2 separate regions of the Mus musculus genome follow, and region 1 is linked to region 2. Evidence: chromatin contacts called from public Hi-C data. All regions are on one chromosome and are shown on one strand. The core of a region is the stretch at or near the end of the contact, and the rest is flanking DNA. Distances in the headings are between cores, read along the strand shown.

What was found. Hi-C and Micro-C count contacts between places; a contact is called where the count stands out from the background.
Region 1: a contact with region 2 is called in a Hi-C map of cortical neurons, with 2.6 times the contacts expected there. The contact joins the enhancer-like site here to the promoter of Sdc3 in region 2. A contact is called at or near these places in 1 of 39 promoter capture datasets (hippocampal neurons), 7 of 484 Hi-C or Micro-C datasets (cerebellum, cerebral cortex, cortical neurons and 2 more), 2 of 115 datasets of contacts at active chromatin or transcription factors (embryonic forebrain and embryonic stem cells) and 1 of 9 other capture datasets (embryonic stem cells).

The regions. Positions count from the first base shown.
Region 1 is chr4:131,241,779-131,248,471 of GRCm38.p6, reverse strand. No RefSeq gene overlaps it. Among named protein-coding and RNA genes, the nearest start is that of Gm25261, 5.8 kb to the right of the region's middle. Within about 2 kb of position 4,296, at least 56 of the 459 cell types and tissues checked have an H3K27ac peak or open chromatin away from gene starts, as enhancers often do. A contact at or near this core is called in cerebellum, cerebral cortex, cortical neurons and 1 more, where this site is marked.
Region 2 is chr4:130,787,225-130,794,193 of GRCm38.p6, reverse strand. Sdc3 (syndecan 3) reads right to left here and starts at 1,657. Exons shown (of 5, transcript NM_011520.3): 1 at 1,392-1,657. The coding sequence starts at 1,523. It overlaps Gm12972 (a long non-coding RNA gene), which reads right to left. Exons shown (of 4, transcript XR_001784548.2): 4 at 6,191-6,726.

The DNA.
Region 1 (6,693 bases), core at 3,047-5,546, 450 kb before region 2:
AGCTATAGGAATGGAGAGGAAGCAATTGGTTGGCTCAGAGACAAGCGTGTAATCTCGGTTCATCATTCCCTTTGCCCTTGGGTTGAAAGACACCATTCTGTTATGATTACTTAGCTGTGAGGATCCAAGACTGGCCTCACTGGTGTCCAGTCCAGGGAGAGACTGTGTAGAAATAAAGGCAGTTCAGACACAAATCCAGGTGAGATGGAAAGAGAAACAGCCGGAAGGCGGAACCAACCAGATGCGAGAGCAACAGTCTAGTCGGCTGCTCACTCACTAGTCAGGTACACGCTTGCCTGTACCCACCGGTGACATCTGCTCGAGGCCGCACATGGTCCAGTCTCCTGAGGTGTTTCTTTCTGGCTGGGTTGGTGTGTTATTTACTTTTTTAAATGCTGTGACACAATACTCCACGAAGGCAACCTTGGGTAGGAAGGTTTTTATTTCGGCTCCCAGTTTAGAGTATGACCCTCACAGCACAGGAGTTGTGGCAGCAGGATCCTGAGGCAGCTGGTCAGGTTGCATCTGAGGTCACGACACGGAGAGAGGTGAATGCTGGCGCTCAGAGCACATTTTCCTTTTCCGTCCAGGACCACAGCCCACGGAATGATGTCACCCACCTCTTCAGCAATACCCTTGTAGACACACCCGAAGACGTGTTTCCAAATAGCCATTCTATCCCCAGTCGTGTTAGCAATAAAGATTAACCATCGGTGAGGTGACAGAATGTATTTGAATATAAAGGAATGGACTCAAATGCAGCTGTTTACATGGAGGAAATGAGGGGCTCAGAGAAGTCATGTGATCCACCCACGGTCACACAGCTGCCCAGTCTCAGCTCTGTGTCACTGAGGCAGGAGCACTGTCTCCCATCCATCACTGTCCTGTCAGCAGTGGTGACCTCACACTCCTGCCTCCATGTCTCTCCCACGAGGACAGACTGTACCTTTAGACAAGAACCCAGGTAAACCCCTCCTTAGGTTGCTCGGACAGGTTCCTCACAGCAGTGAGAAAGCTGACTGAGGCTGGGCTGTTTCAGTCCTCCCCGGCAGTGCTCCTCGGCACTGAGTGAGATTCAGGTTCTTCTTAAATGGATTGAGGTTCTCTTAACACTCAAATCCTCCCCATGGAGCACCGACAGTGCCTGGCTTGGGCAGTCCGCACCAGCCTGGCTCTCCAGGAGAGATCTGGAAAACAGTACTGGACTCCCAGAGTCCCCAGAAGCTGCCTGCCACACTGCAGCTCACAATCATGAGGTATGTATGGGACAGGAAAACACCTACGCCCCATCAGTTGACCTTGTGGCAGGTATGTTAGGGTCATTGTCAGATAGCAATACTGGGAAAGCCAGGGTTCATATCAGGGGTCTGGGTCTGAATGTGGGCTGGGACCTACCCTGCAGGGTTCCTTCTCGTGCTGCTGAGGCTGCCAGACTTCCCTGGAAGCCTCCTGCCAAGGGGTCTGCAGCAGGAACAAAGTGAGCACCATTTATAACGGAAGCCACACACTTACACCCAACTAAAGAACTCGCTGGCAACAGGGGCTCCGTGTTCTGTTCCACAGATGAACCCAAGTCCCTGACCCTGAAGCAGGGCCTGAGCATGTTCAGAGCACCTCAGCCTTCCCCTTCCCAAGACCATCCTGGTGCAGGGTACTTCCAGAGAGCAAGGGAGGGATGGAGGGGAGCCTGGGGGAAGGGGAAGGTTCTCCCAGGAGGGAAGTGACCAGAGGAGACTCCCCACGGGAGTGGAACCTCTGAGCTAGCCACTGTAGTAACTGCACTTGAGCCAGTGGGATGGAAAGACCCTTACTCCCACCTTGGTCTCCCTAACTAAGGCCACCTGGGCTCAGTATACCCAGCTAACTGAAGCTTAAGTACAGGGATTGTGATCATGACATTGTTGTGAGCCCTTGGGAGAGCCACTGGGTCTCTCTGAGTGGTCTCTATGCTGGGGCCAAGTAGGAGCCAAATGCATGCACTTTTAGGAGAGGGAGGGCAGGAGAAAAAGTGGTGGGAGAGAGGAAGGGAGGGAGGGAGAGAGAGACAGAGGCAGAGAGACAGAGACTTGATTTCAGGTAACACAATACTCCATGTGGCAGGTGGGCTCAGTGACTTCACTGCAAACACTGCCCCTCAGTGACGCCCTGGCCTGAGTTGCAGGTACTGAGGAAAGCATCTGCCCTCAGGTCTCTTCAGACCTAGCTGGAAGGGTCAAGTGGCTCTAAAAGGCAGCTCAGAGCTACAAAGCTATTGGATCCCAGCATAAGGTCTATAGGGGGCTACAGTCTGGTCAAGTTGTCCTCTCTAGCCCTGTGGAATGTCACCCATGGGGTCAAGTGTATGACAGAGCCCAGGCAGAGCCCCTTCACAGTGCCAGCTCTTAGCCTAACGGCAGATCTGTCTGAGTTTTTGTCACCACCCTTTCCTGTCCCTACCCGAGTCTGAAGACCCAGAGGACCTCCCCTAGCCAGTGCCCTTCACTAGCTCTGCCCACCTCGTTCATTCCTCCTCCAGCTCAGCAAGGTCCTGTTGCCTCCCGCCTTCTTCATCACAATCGAGGCCCTAAGAGGCACAATGAAGCTTCACCAAACCTTTTAAGAACGATGTGTTTCCTGCTCACCCGTATTCTCACACTGGTATTCTGTATGCCAGCAATAGCAGGGTCAAGAGAAATGGAAGAAAAAGAGACATGAAACCAGGGTCTTCATTGAGATAAAGAGGGAGTGTTTGAGTGGAGTGTGAGTCTGTGGTGTTTCCTGTGGGCTGCTGACAGGGGAGAGGTTGACGAGCCTTTCTTATCTTTCTTGGAGCTTTCCATACAGAAGGATGCCAGCCCTGCTGCCACAGCCAGCAAGACGCACCCCTTCCTCATCAACTCAGTACAAGACACCTTTCCCATCAGCCAGGTGCAGCTCACCAGAGTAGGAGCCTACTGAAGTGTCCGTGGTCCGTCCCTACTGCATGGGAAGGAGTGTTGACGGGGTGGGGCAATGACAGTCCACTGAGATCCCAAGTCTCCAACTCTCCTCAGTTGTTGGAAACACCCTCTTCACAGCCAGAAATCCATGTGTAGGAGCTGAGCTACGTAGTAGTAGTAGAGATGGGGTGTGGCTCCATCGAGGTGGACATTTGACTCTCCCAATCATCCTGGGGTCCCAACACTGAACTGATGGCGACCTTTGTGGGGGTCATAGAAGAGAGAAGAGCTTTTCTTTCCCAGAATCCTATTCAACAGGAGACTCTCAGGCATGGCCCTACAGTCCTGGGCTGATGACTGGTGGCCAGCAGGGTTGATCCCTGAGTGGGCTGTAGTCTAATGACTTTATCAGGGCTGCAAGGGAAGTCCTGGTCCCCTCATTGCAGATGTGCCTCCAGCTTACCTGGGCCTCAAAACCTAGTGAGCAGGAGCCCCAGGCACTTCTGCTCCTTCCCATTCCCCACTCCTATCAAGGAGCCGTCCTCCCTTGTCCCTGAAGGCAGATCTGCCTGAGGCAGAGAGGGCTGCCCCAGAATACCTGGACAACCTTCTGGAGAATTCCAACCTAAAGGCTGCAGGTCTGAGCCCAGTGAACTGTGGCTGTCCCTCCCTCCTGGATGTCCTGTTCTTCCAGTTTGTCATTCAAACAACTGGGCTTCCTCAAGGGAGCCGGTGTTAGTGTCTTTGGCCCACAATGCACCTCTCTTTCTCAGGCTCCACATTTTTTTTTTATTCACTGTAGGACCCCACCCCACAGGATGCTGTAGCTCAACTTCAGAATAAGTCGTCTCTCCTTAATTAACCTCTCTGGAAATGCCCTCATAGATACGGGTGGAAGTGGGGTGGAGGTGTGACTCCTAAGCTAGCCAATTTGACAATGGGATAAACCATCTCAGGAGGATGGATACTCGGGTGCCTGCACAGGGCTCACATTCTCTTCTAGTCCATGACAGAGGCAGAGAAAATGGACCCAGAGTCAGGTGGAGAGAAGAAAGGAACTAAAAAAAAAAAAAAAAAAAAAAAAAAACCCTAGATGTGCACAAAGACTCAAAGTAATGGCTAGTAGCTCCACTGGCCCTCTGCTACAGGCTCCAGCACAGGGGCAGGAAAACAAAAGGGTTCGTTGGTTATCTGGAACGCCTGGGGCCTTAGGCTCCCAGGAGCTTCTAGTCCCCTACACTCCCTAAGCTAATGTATGGGCAGGAGGGAGGCAGGAGGCAGGAGGAGAGAAGCTGGACAAGCCAGGCCACCCCTGGGAGCAGGATGCTTATCTGGGCCCAAGAATAGAACTGCAGGGCGCACAGAAGCACAGGCAGGCAGTTCTCGCTCCCCAGCCTGTCAGCACTGGGGAGTGATCAGACTCTTAAACAGGCCTCATTATTTCTCCCAGGGCTGTGACGCCCTTTGGAAAAATGGATGTTTGCTGCCAGCTCGTCCCCTGAAGACACGTTTGTCACAGGCTATTGTGTAAATCCATGTTTGGCCCATTTTTAAAAAACTGCGATTTACCCAGTTGTCTAGTCTCCTCCAACCTCTAAAATGTGGCTGTTATTAGGAGCTCAGGAAGGAGCCAGAAAATGTCACTGGGAGGGAGGGAGGGAGGGCTGGGGGGAGGGCAGCTGCCTCTGGTCTTCTGCTGTGGAGAAAGCCTCCTGAACAGAGGACAGGAAGTGATGGTACCCGGGGGCAGAAAACAAGTCCAGAACATTCTAAGGAAAGAGTTTGGGATGCTGGAAGCATCTGCCTTCACCCTCATTCACTCCAAAGAGTCTCACTGAGCCCTGCTATGTGCAGACCTGGAGAAACAGCTAATGACAAATAGGTCTCAGTCACCAGGAGCCAGTGTGCTGGGCTGGGAGGAAGAAAGAGATAGATACCGGATGTAATCAAGGCCATCATGGGAGGAACGGTGTTAGGGAGGGAGCCATGCAGGGTGACATCATTAGGACTCTCCTGAGGCCGGCCGGCATGGACAGTGATCATTGTGTGCTGTAGGGACAGAGAGGGTTTCTCTGGGATGAAAACCAAGGACACCAGGAAGGAGCTGGTGAAATGGCTCATCAGGCAAAGGCACTTGCTATGCAAACCTGGCAACCTGAGTTTCATCTTTGGACCCCACCTTAAGGTGGAAGGAGAGAGCTGACTCTACAAGTCGTCCTCTGAGCACCACAGGACACGCTACAGCACTTGCCCCCACACCCAATTATGATAGTTTAATAGTGGATGAACTTGCCTTGGGGATGCTCAGGTCCAGGCTGTGAGCTTCAGGATGGGGCCAGAGGAGACACTGGCAGGAAGTAACATTTGAGCATCCCTCCAGGTAGACAGATAAGAGCTTTCTTTTTACATTAGCGCTGGACAGAAAGGCATAGACCCCAGTCAGTAGAAAACATCCTAGAACCATGAGTGTCCCATGCAAAAGGGAACACTGAGAGGTTGTCAGTATCCTGGGGTGCAGTGTATGACCGCCCTCAACTGGCCCTGAGCAGGGTGGGCTGTATCCTAAGGCAAGAGGACCTCAAGTCTTGCAGGTGTTTGGCCGGCCATGGACTATACCAGCTGTAATGGGCAAGCATGACCAGCACAGCATGCTCTGGATCCAGAGAGTGAAAGGTGAGACATTGGTTTGTCTGTCTTTGTCCTACCCTCCCCCATTCCCAGCAAATCAACAAAGCGAGAGCATCCATGTTTAAAATGCTAACCACAAACATAAACTTCTGACCATGCCCACTGGGTCCCGAGGATCTGAAGGCAGATTGGGGAAGACAAAGCTTCAGTAACTTAGGCTACCTCCCGTGGGGACCACACCCAAGGACAGGAAAGCTGCCCCACCCACCTCTGACAGCCTTCCCCCTCATCCTCGCCTAGCCTGGAAGTGCAGGCAACACCCAGACCTCCCCCACTTAACCACTCCAAACCTTACTGATCTCCTCCCTTGAAGGAGCAGTCCCTGAAGGCCAGCCCCACATAACCAGCCCAAACCAGGTCAACTTCCTCAGCCCTGTTTCAGATTAGCTCAGCCATCTCCCTAGGGAACCTAGCTTTCATTTGCTCCATTATTAAATCATCGGGACCTGGTGACTCCCAGCAGGCGGCTTCTGGAAAGGTTTTTGGGTCTGTCGGGCTCTTTGCCTGGTACAGAACTGGGCCATTGCCTAGGCTTCCTGAGAGCCAGGAAGGCCACAGTCAGTACCACACCACAGGGCTGGAGCCCTTTGGAATATAATTCCACTGCAGACAGTAGACACGTAACATACATTTAGAAGCTGCTTTTGGGGGCTGGTGAGATGGCTCAGTGGGTAAGAGCACCCGACTGCTCTTCCGAAGGTCCGAAGTTCAAATCCCAGCAACCACATGGTGGCTCACAACCACCTGTAATGAGATCTGATGCCCTCTTCTGGTGCGTCTGAAGACAGCTACAGTGTACTTACATATAATAAATAAATAAATAAATCTAAAAAAAAAAAAAAAGAAGCTGCTTTTGCTCAAAAGCAGACTCCCTGCTTATACCCATAAGGCACGGTTCAAAAGCCTGGCATCTCTGCCTTCATTTGTCTTTCTCCTTTGCTTTGGGTCAGACTCCTGCTTGACTCTATTCAGGCGAGTTAATCGTTCAAGGAGTGTCTGTCTACATGACCCCTTCAGGGCTGAGAGGACAGAGATAAATCATAGCCCTAAACTTGAAATCACCTTGGATTCTAGGAACAGCCAAGTC
Region 2 (6,969 bases), core at 408-2,907:
TCAGAGGAGTGGCCAGGCTGGCTCAAGACCTCACTGTGATTGGGTGGTGGTCTTCACTGGACTTTGAAACCAGATCTTTGATGTCAAGGGTAATTTTCTATAATGCTGCTGAAAAGCAGTTCCCACTGCCAGTGTGGGTAGTGCTGCCTTTTGCTCAGGAACCTCTCCCCTCACCCCATCAGGAAAAAAAGGAAAAAGAAGAAGAAGAAGAAGAAGAAGAAGAAGAAGAAGAAGAAGAAGAAGAAGAAGAAGAAGAAGAAGAAGAAGAAGAAGAAGAAGAAGAAGAAGAAGGAGAAGAAGAAGAAGAAGAAGAAGAAGAAGAAGAAGAAGAAGAAGAAGAAGAAGAAGAAGAAGAGAGAGAGAGAGAAGAAGAAGAAAAGAAAAGAAAAGAAAAGAAAAGAAAAGAAAAGAAAAAAAGGGCAAGGCATGAACCGACCACCAGGTACTATCTTGGGGTCCCCTCCCCAAAGCTAACAGTTGTCAGGGCAGCTCAGAGTCTTGCCTGCCTCCCTACAATCTGGCCACCTTGCTTAGGAGAGAAGGGGCGTGCCGGCCAGCCTGGGCTCTGGTGGTCATCTGAGTGGGTAGGGACAGCCATTGCTCCTGGAGTCAGCCACATGGGGGTAGGACCTAGAACTCCCCAGCTCACTCAGCCCACATTTAGACACCTGTCAACTCAGAACTCACTTGGGAGCTGGGTTCCTCAGAGCAGGGACCCGGCTCATCCACCTGCAGGACCGACCCTCTTCCTCCCGTTCTGCTAGTGAAACCAGAACCAAGTTCAATCCCTTAGCTACTTCGGTTTCTCAAAGGGACAGTCAGGGGTCACCTGGTACCCACCTCTGATGGCACACACACCCATGTCTTCTGGGGTGGGAGCTGAGCCAGGTCCACCATCGCTACACACCTGCACACACATACGTGTGCTTTCACACAGGTCCATGGGTCAAAGCACACACCCCCTCACCCACAGTCACACAGCCTTGGCCATGGTGGAACACAGCGTGCAGAATGGGTCACCCTAGTGTGGAGCGGGATGCGGATGCCATCCAGCCATATGGACAGAGCCTCTCCCGTGCCCACACCCACAGGTGCCCACGCACCCTTCTTAGAAGCAGACACACACACACAGGGTCACCCTCATTCACCCTCGCGGGTCACCTTCATCGACCCACCCCCTCCTCCTCCAATGCCCCCAAGGCCCTGCAGGCAGCTTGGGATGGAGTGGGGGTGGGGAGAAGGCGACCCCAGCGGATACCGGACGCACACGCTTCCCGGCGGGGAGGGGACCCCATGAGACCGGGACACACCCAGCGCGGCACGCGCGACGAGGGGACACGCAAAGACACGCGGGGTACACGCTGGGGACCCTCTTGGGGCCCATCACTCACCCCCGCGGCGCGGCCGGCCAGCAGCAGCAGCAGCAGCGGTGGCAGCAACAGCCCGCGGGCCCCGGGCGCATGGGTGGCGGTGTCCACGCGCTGCCCCTGTGCGGTCCCGCGGCGCGGCGGCCCGGGCTTCATGGCGGCCTTTGTTCGCGGCGCGGGCTGCGCGGGACCTGCGCTCGGCTCCTCGGCCGCCGGCTCCGCCTCGCTCGTTCGTTCGCTCGCTCGCGGCTCCGCGCCCACAGCGGCCGCGCCCGCAGGAAGCGTCGCCGCCGCCGCCGCCACCGCCGCCGCCCCCCGCGCAGGCGGGGCGAGCAGGAGGGCGGGGCCGCGGCGACACCGGCACGCGACACCGCCCCCGGCCTCAGTTTCCCCCCGCGCAGGGGGGGGGGGGCGAGGGGCGTTGACGTCTGCCCCCCTACTGTGGATCCGCGAAGCACGCCGTGTGCGAGCCGCGGGAGAACCTGCTCTTCCAGACAGCACCCCGGGTCTCTCTGCTCCCAGTAGGGTGGTGTCAGAGGACCCCGACTCGGGGTTCCCCCTGGTCCTCCTGAGCTTCTCCTTGGCCTGTTTGTCTGAGAGACACAGGCCCCTAGCCACCCTGAGTTCAGGAAGCAGGGGCTTGGGTCAGCTACAGGCACGCATGGCGAACACCAGCACGCGTCTGCTGCTCACACGCTGGTGAAGTCTCCAGTTTCCCATTCACAGGGGCTCAGTTGCACTAAGGGGTCTCCGGGGAGGCTGGTAAGGGTAGGCGTTGGTTAGTTGGCATGTGAGCTGAGCAGGACACCCTTTGATGTCCCTGCAATCGGCACTATCCATTTGATGGCCATGTGTCCTTGGAAAGAAACCCAGAGCATGAAGCTCCGCACCATATAAGGCAGAGTGTGAGATGGGTTCCCCAGAGGGAGTGAGAGGCTGGGGCATCACAGGTATGCAAGGCTTGCCTAGCTAACCTCGGTAGACATCCTGGGGGGGGGGGGGCGTCCACTCTGTGGCTTACAGATCGCTGAGAACGAGCCAAGCCTGAGTAGTAGCTGCCTGTAACCCCAGTACTCATGACTTAGGAGGCTGAGGCAGAGGGATCTCAAAGCCTGGGCTACATACTGAGTCTCTGTATTTTCAAATATAAGAGGGGAGGGAGAGCTGGTGAGAGATACAGCATACTACTTAAAGATGTAAGTGACTAGTTCCCGGTACCCACACCAGGCTAGACACAACGCCCTGTGACTCCAGCTTCAGAGGATCTAATACCTTTAGCCTCCAAGGACACCTGCATTAATGTGCAGAGGTGTGACACGCATGCCCGCGTGTGCACACATACACACGAATAATAAAAATAAATCCTTTAAAAATGATAAAAATAAATGTTGACACTTTTTTTTTAAGGAAGATGGACTTTCAGGCTGACCTTGAACTTGTGATGTAGCTGAGTATGACCTTGAACATCTATTCCTACTACCTCCATCACATCCAATTTGTGCTGTGCTAAGAACCGAACCCAGAGCTTTGTGCAGAAGGGCATGTGCTCCACCAACTGAGCTACATCCCCAGGCCCTCACAAAGAGTCTTTTAAATCAATCCCATTCGATGCGTTTTGGCATTTGAAGCTAAGATGCCTTGAAGAATACAACATGAAAAGATTGACCTGCCTAGGAATCAGGAACTGGCTTTATCACTAGCATAGCCAGGAGCTGAGGGACTCTAGCTTTGGGTTAAGCAAGTGCTTGGGTTCAAATCCTGGTTCTGACAACCATGGGCTCTGGTACTTGTTTGTACAACTTCACCTCTCTGAGCCTATTCCCCAATGTCTGATGGAAATGAAGACCATATGGGCTTCACTTATTCATTCAACAAACATATTGAATGCCTTGTGTGTACCAGGTCAGGGGACAGGCTGGGAAGCTTTTGTGAGCTCTTCCTTTTCGTGTACTGGGAGTTCAATCAATGTGGTTGGGACTGGTTCTGAGGTGCTCTCAAAGGTTTAGCTGGGCCGGGCGGTGGTGGTGCACGCCTTTAATCCCACCACTTGGGAGGCAGAGGCAGGCAGATTTCTGAGTTCAAGGCCAGTCTGGTGTACAAAGTGAATTTCAGGACAGCTAGGGATATACCGAGAAACCCGTCTTGAAAAAAAAAAAAAAAAACAAACAAACAAACAAACAAACAAAAAGGTTTAGCTGGAATCAAGAAGGAGACCCAAGGAGTGGCATGTCAACTTGGTGCAAAGAAAACCTTGGGGCAGCTGGATCTGACTGATGGGCAAAGTACTGAGCTGCCCATGCTGGGAGGCAAGCAAGGCTGACAGTGTTGCTCAAAGGAGCCTACCAGGTTGCCAGGGAGCATGGCCCAGCCTTGCCTTCCTCATTCTGCAAACCCCCTTTACTGAGATCCCGGCAGGAAGCCTTGTGGGGAATCTTGGGCTAGGAGCGCCACCTGCTGCTTGTTATAGGTATAGTCACAGACTGGGTTGAGATGCACATTTAGTCCCTGGAACATCACAGGTCACCCTGCCTATACCACCGTGTGTGTCCTTATCACATCCCCAGAACACGAATGTCTCCTTCCCTGTGCTACCCTCATCCAAACAGACTCCAGAAACTGCCTTCATCCAGCCGCAGGTCACCGGGCAAAGACTTCTTGACTCCAAAGGCAGAAACAGTCCCGACCACGCCCACCCCAGTCCTTCTGTCTTTCCTGGAACTGGGAAAGTCCAGATTTTCAGTGGACAACTGCAGGGCTCTAGCCAGGCCGCCTGTCCTCCACCCTTCTCTCTGACAGGACACCAACCCATTTTTCAGAGCTGAAGAACTGGGCAGCTGTTAAGATGACACACGCTGGAGTCACCCGGGAAGAAGGAACTTCAGTTGAGAAAATGCTTCCATCAGCTTAGCCCATAGACAGATGGGGGAATTTACTTGATTAATGATTGAGAATGTGGAAGAGCCCAGTCCACTGTGAATGGTGTGATCCCTTTGCAGATGTATAAGAAAGCAGGCTGGAGGTAGAGAGATGGCTCAGTGATTAAGAGCACTGGCTGCTCTTCTAGAAGGCCTGGGTTCAATTCCCAGCACCCACAAGGCAACTCACAACTGCCTGTAACTCCAGTCCCTGTGGGTCAGATGCCCTCTTCTGGCCTCCTTAGGCACAAATGCTGTGCACAAACATACAGGCAGGCATAACACTCTTACACATAGAAATAAATAGATAAATAAATAAATAAATAAATAAAATATTTAAGTCAGGTGGTAGTGACATGACTTTAATCCTGGCTAGTCAAAAGACAGAGGCAGTGGCAGACATACTCCTGATTTATTAAGGTCTGCCTGGTCTACAGAGTGAGTTCCAGGACAGGTAAGGCTACACAGAGAAACCTTGTCTCAAAAAAATAAAAAAGAAATAAGGAAGGAAGGAAGGAAGGAAGGAAGGAAGGAAGAAGGGGGAGGAAAGGAGGAAGAGAGAGAGAGAAAGGAAGGAAGGAGGAAGGGAGAGAGGGAGGGAGGGAGGGAGGGAGGGAGGGAGGGAGGGAGGGAGGGAGGGAAGAAAAGCAGGCTGAGCAAACCCTGGGGAACAAGTCTGTAAGTGTACATTCTCTCCTTCGGTTCCTGCCTCCAGGTTCCTGCCTTGAGCTCCTGCCCTGACTTCCCTCAGTGACTGAGGGTGACCTGGGAGCTGTAAGACAAAGTTAACCCTTTCCTCCCCACCTTGCTCTTGATCATTTTATCACAGCAGTAGAAAGCAAACTAAGAGTACACACACACACACACACACACACAAAACCCCCACCATCTTACCACCGAAGCCCAGCCAGGGGAACCTGGACCTTGGCCTCTGCTCTTACCCCCAGGATGTGTTGGGAAGTGTTTGGTGAGTGAATTAAAGAGTTACTGAGGGAGCCACAGTCTATGCCAAGGACATGCTCAGATACAGCCTAGCACGCAGCTGATCCCCACGGGCTGGCTGAGGCGTCTTTCCCCAGTCCTTTGTACCTCTGTGAAACTGTCTTCTAACTACTGGAGCCTCCACCCCCAGCAAAAAAAAAAAAAAGCTGGAGGGAATGTCACCAACACCTCACTCTGTCCAGTGCACCCCAGACTTGACTCAGGAGTGATTATCTCTCCATCTACCTCTCCCAAGGGTTTGGTCAAGCAGATGGGTCCTCAAAACCCCTGGGGAGTAGGAAAAGCTGAGATTACAGAGGGCATCTCATCACCATGCCCCCTAGCCAGTCACCCTCTCGCTCTCTTTGACTCCTCCCAGACCCAGTGCTGTGAGGACCAAGTGACTAATTCCTTGGAGAGAGCCCAGCCCACAGTGAGGGCCTTACCTGCTGGCTCTGAGGGCCCCCCACTCTTCAGTTGGAGAACCCCAGGGCTTAGAGGTCAGGAACTCGCTTCTGGCCTCACAGGTGGGAAGTGTGTGGGCCAGGATTTGAACCAGGAATCTTGACCCAGATCTTTAGAAATAAACAAGTTTACATTGTCTAGGTATGAGTATGTGAGGAGGGGACTTGGACGAAGGTGGCTTTGCAAGCCAGAAGAAGGCATCAGATCCTCTGGAGGTACAGGTAGCCATCAGATCTGATGTGACTGCAAAGACCCCAAATTCAGGTCCTCTAAAAGCATTGCAAGTTTGCTTAACTATTCAACCATCTCTGGCCTTAAAAAATAAATTAATTAATTAAAAGTAAAACTAAATAAATAGAGACGGTGTCACAATGTAACCCAGGCTAGGCTGAAATTCTTTCAGTAGGCCAGGCTGTCCTTGAGCTAACAGAGATCTGCCTGACTCTGCTTTTGAGTGCTGAGATCAAAGGCGTGCGTCACCATTGTGTAACCTCAGTACTGGATGGTCACCTTGGGACAGGGGGTCCTCACAAGCATCTCCTGCATTTTTTCAGCCCCTCCCCTCTCCTACTCAAACTTCTCTTTTACCCCAAGAGTCAGGACGGAGGTCAGCATCAAGATTTACTTCTGGGAAAGGCTTGGTGAAACAAGGCTGAGGAGTCAATGACCCCACACACACACACGTGTAGGAACTGAAACAGGATCCTAGGAGGACAGGGAGGAACCAGAATTATCTTTGCAGAACTTGGAGAGGCTCAGAGGTCATCCTTTGCCCTCATGTGGCAATCCAGCATGGGCAGCAGCTGGTAGCCACAGTGCCCAATTGTCCCTCAGGTCCATGGACATGTGGAGAAAAAAGTCCGAGTCTTCATGTCTGGGATGGCCGTGGATGGACCAGTAGAAGCCCCAAGACTCCAACCGGTCCCTTGGCAGCACAAAGAATCTGGGCCAGAGCTGCCAGAGCTGCGGGAAGGCACATGAGGGTTCCAGACCTGCAGCTGGGAAGGGGAAGGGAGATGGTGGGATGGGCTCTGGGAAGCCTGAGCTGCCCAGAGCTACCCTGAGGTAGCACAGAACCTTGAAAGGGGGTTGTTCGAGTGAGGGGCCTGAGGCCGCAGCCATACTGTTTCAACAGCCATTCCCATCCCAGCCTGGTGCCCGGATGAGGCTTTCCCCCTGGGGAAATCTAGGAGGTCTTCCTAGCAGTGGCATCTCCTGGGAGGCTGGGGCAGACAAGTGGT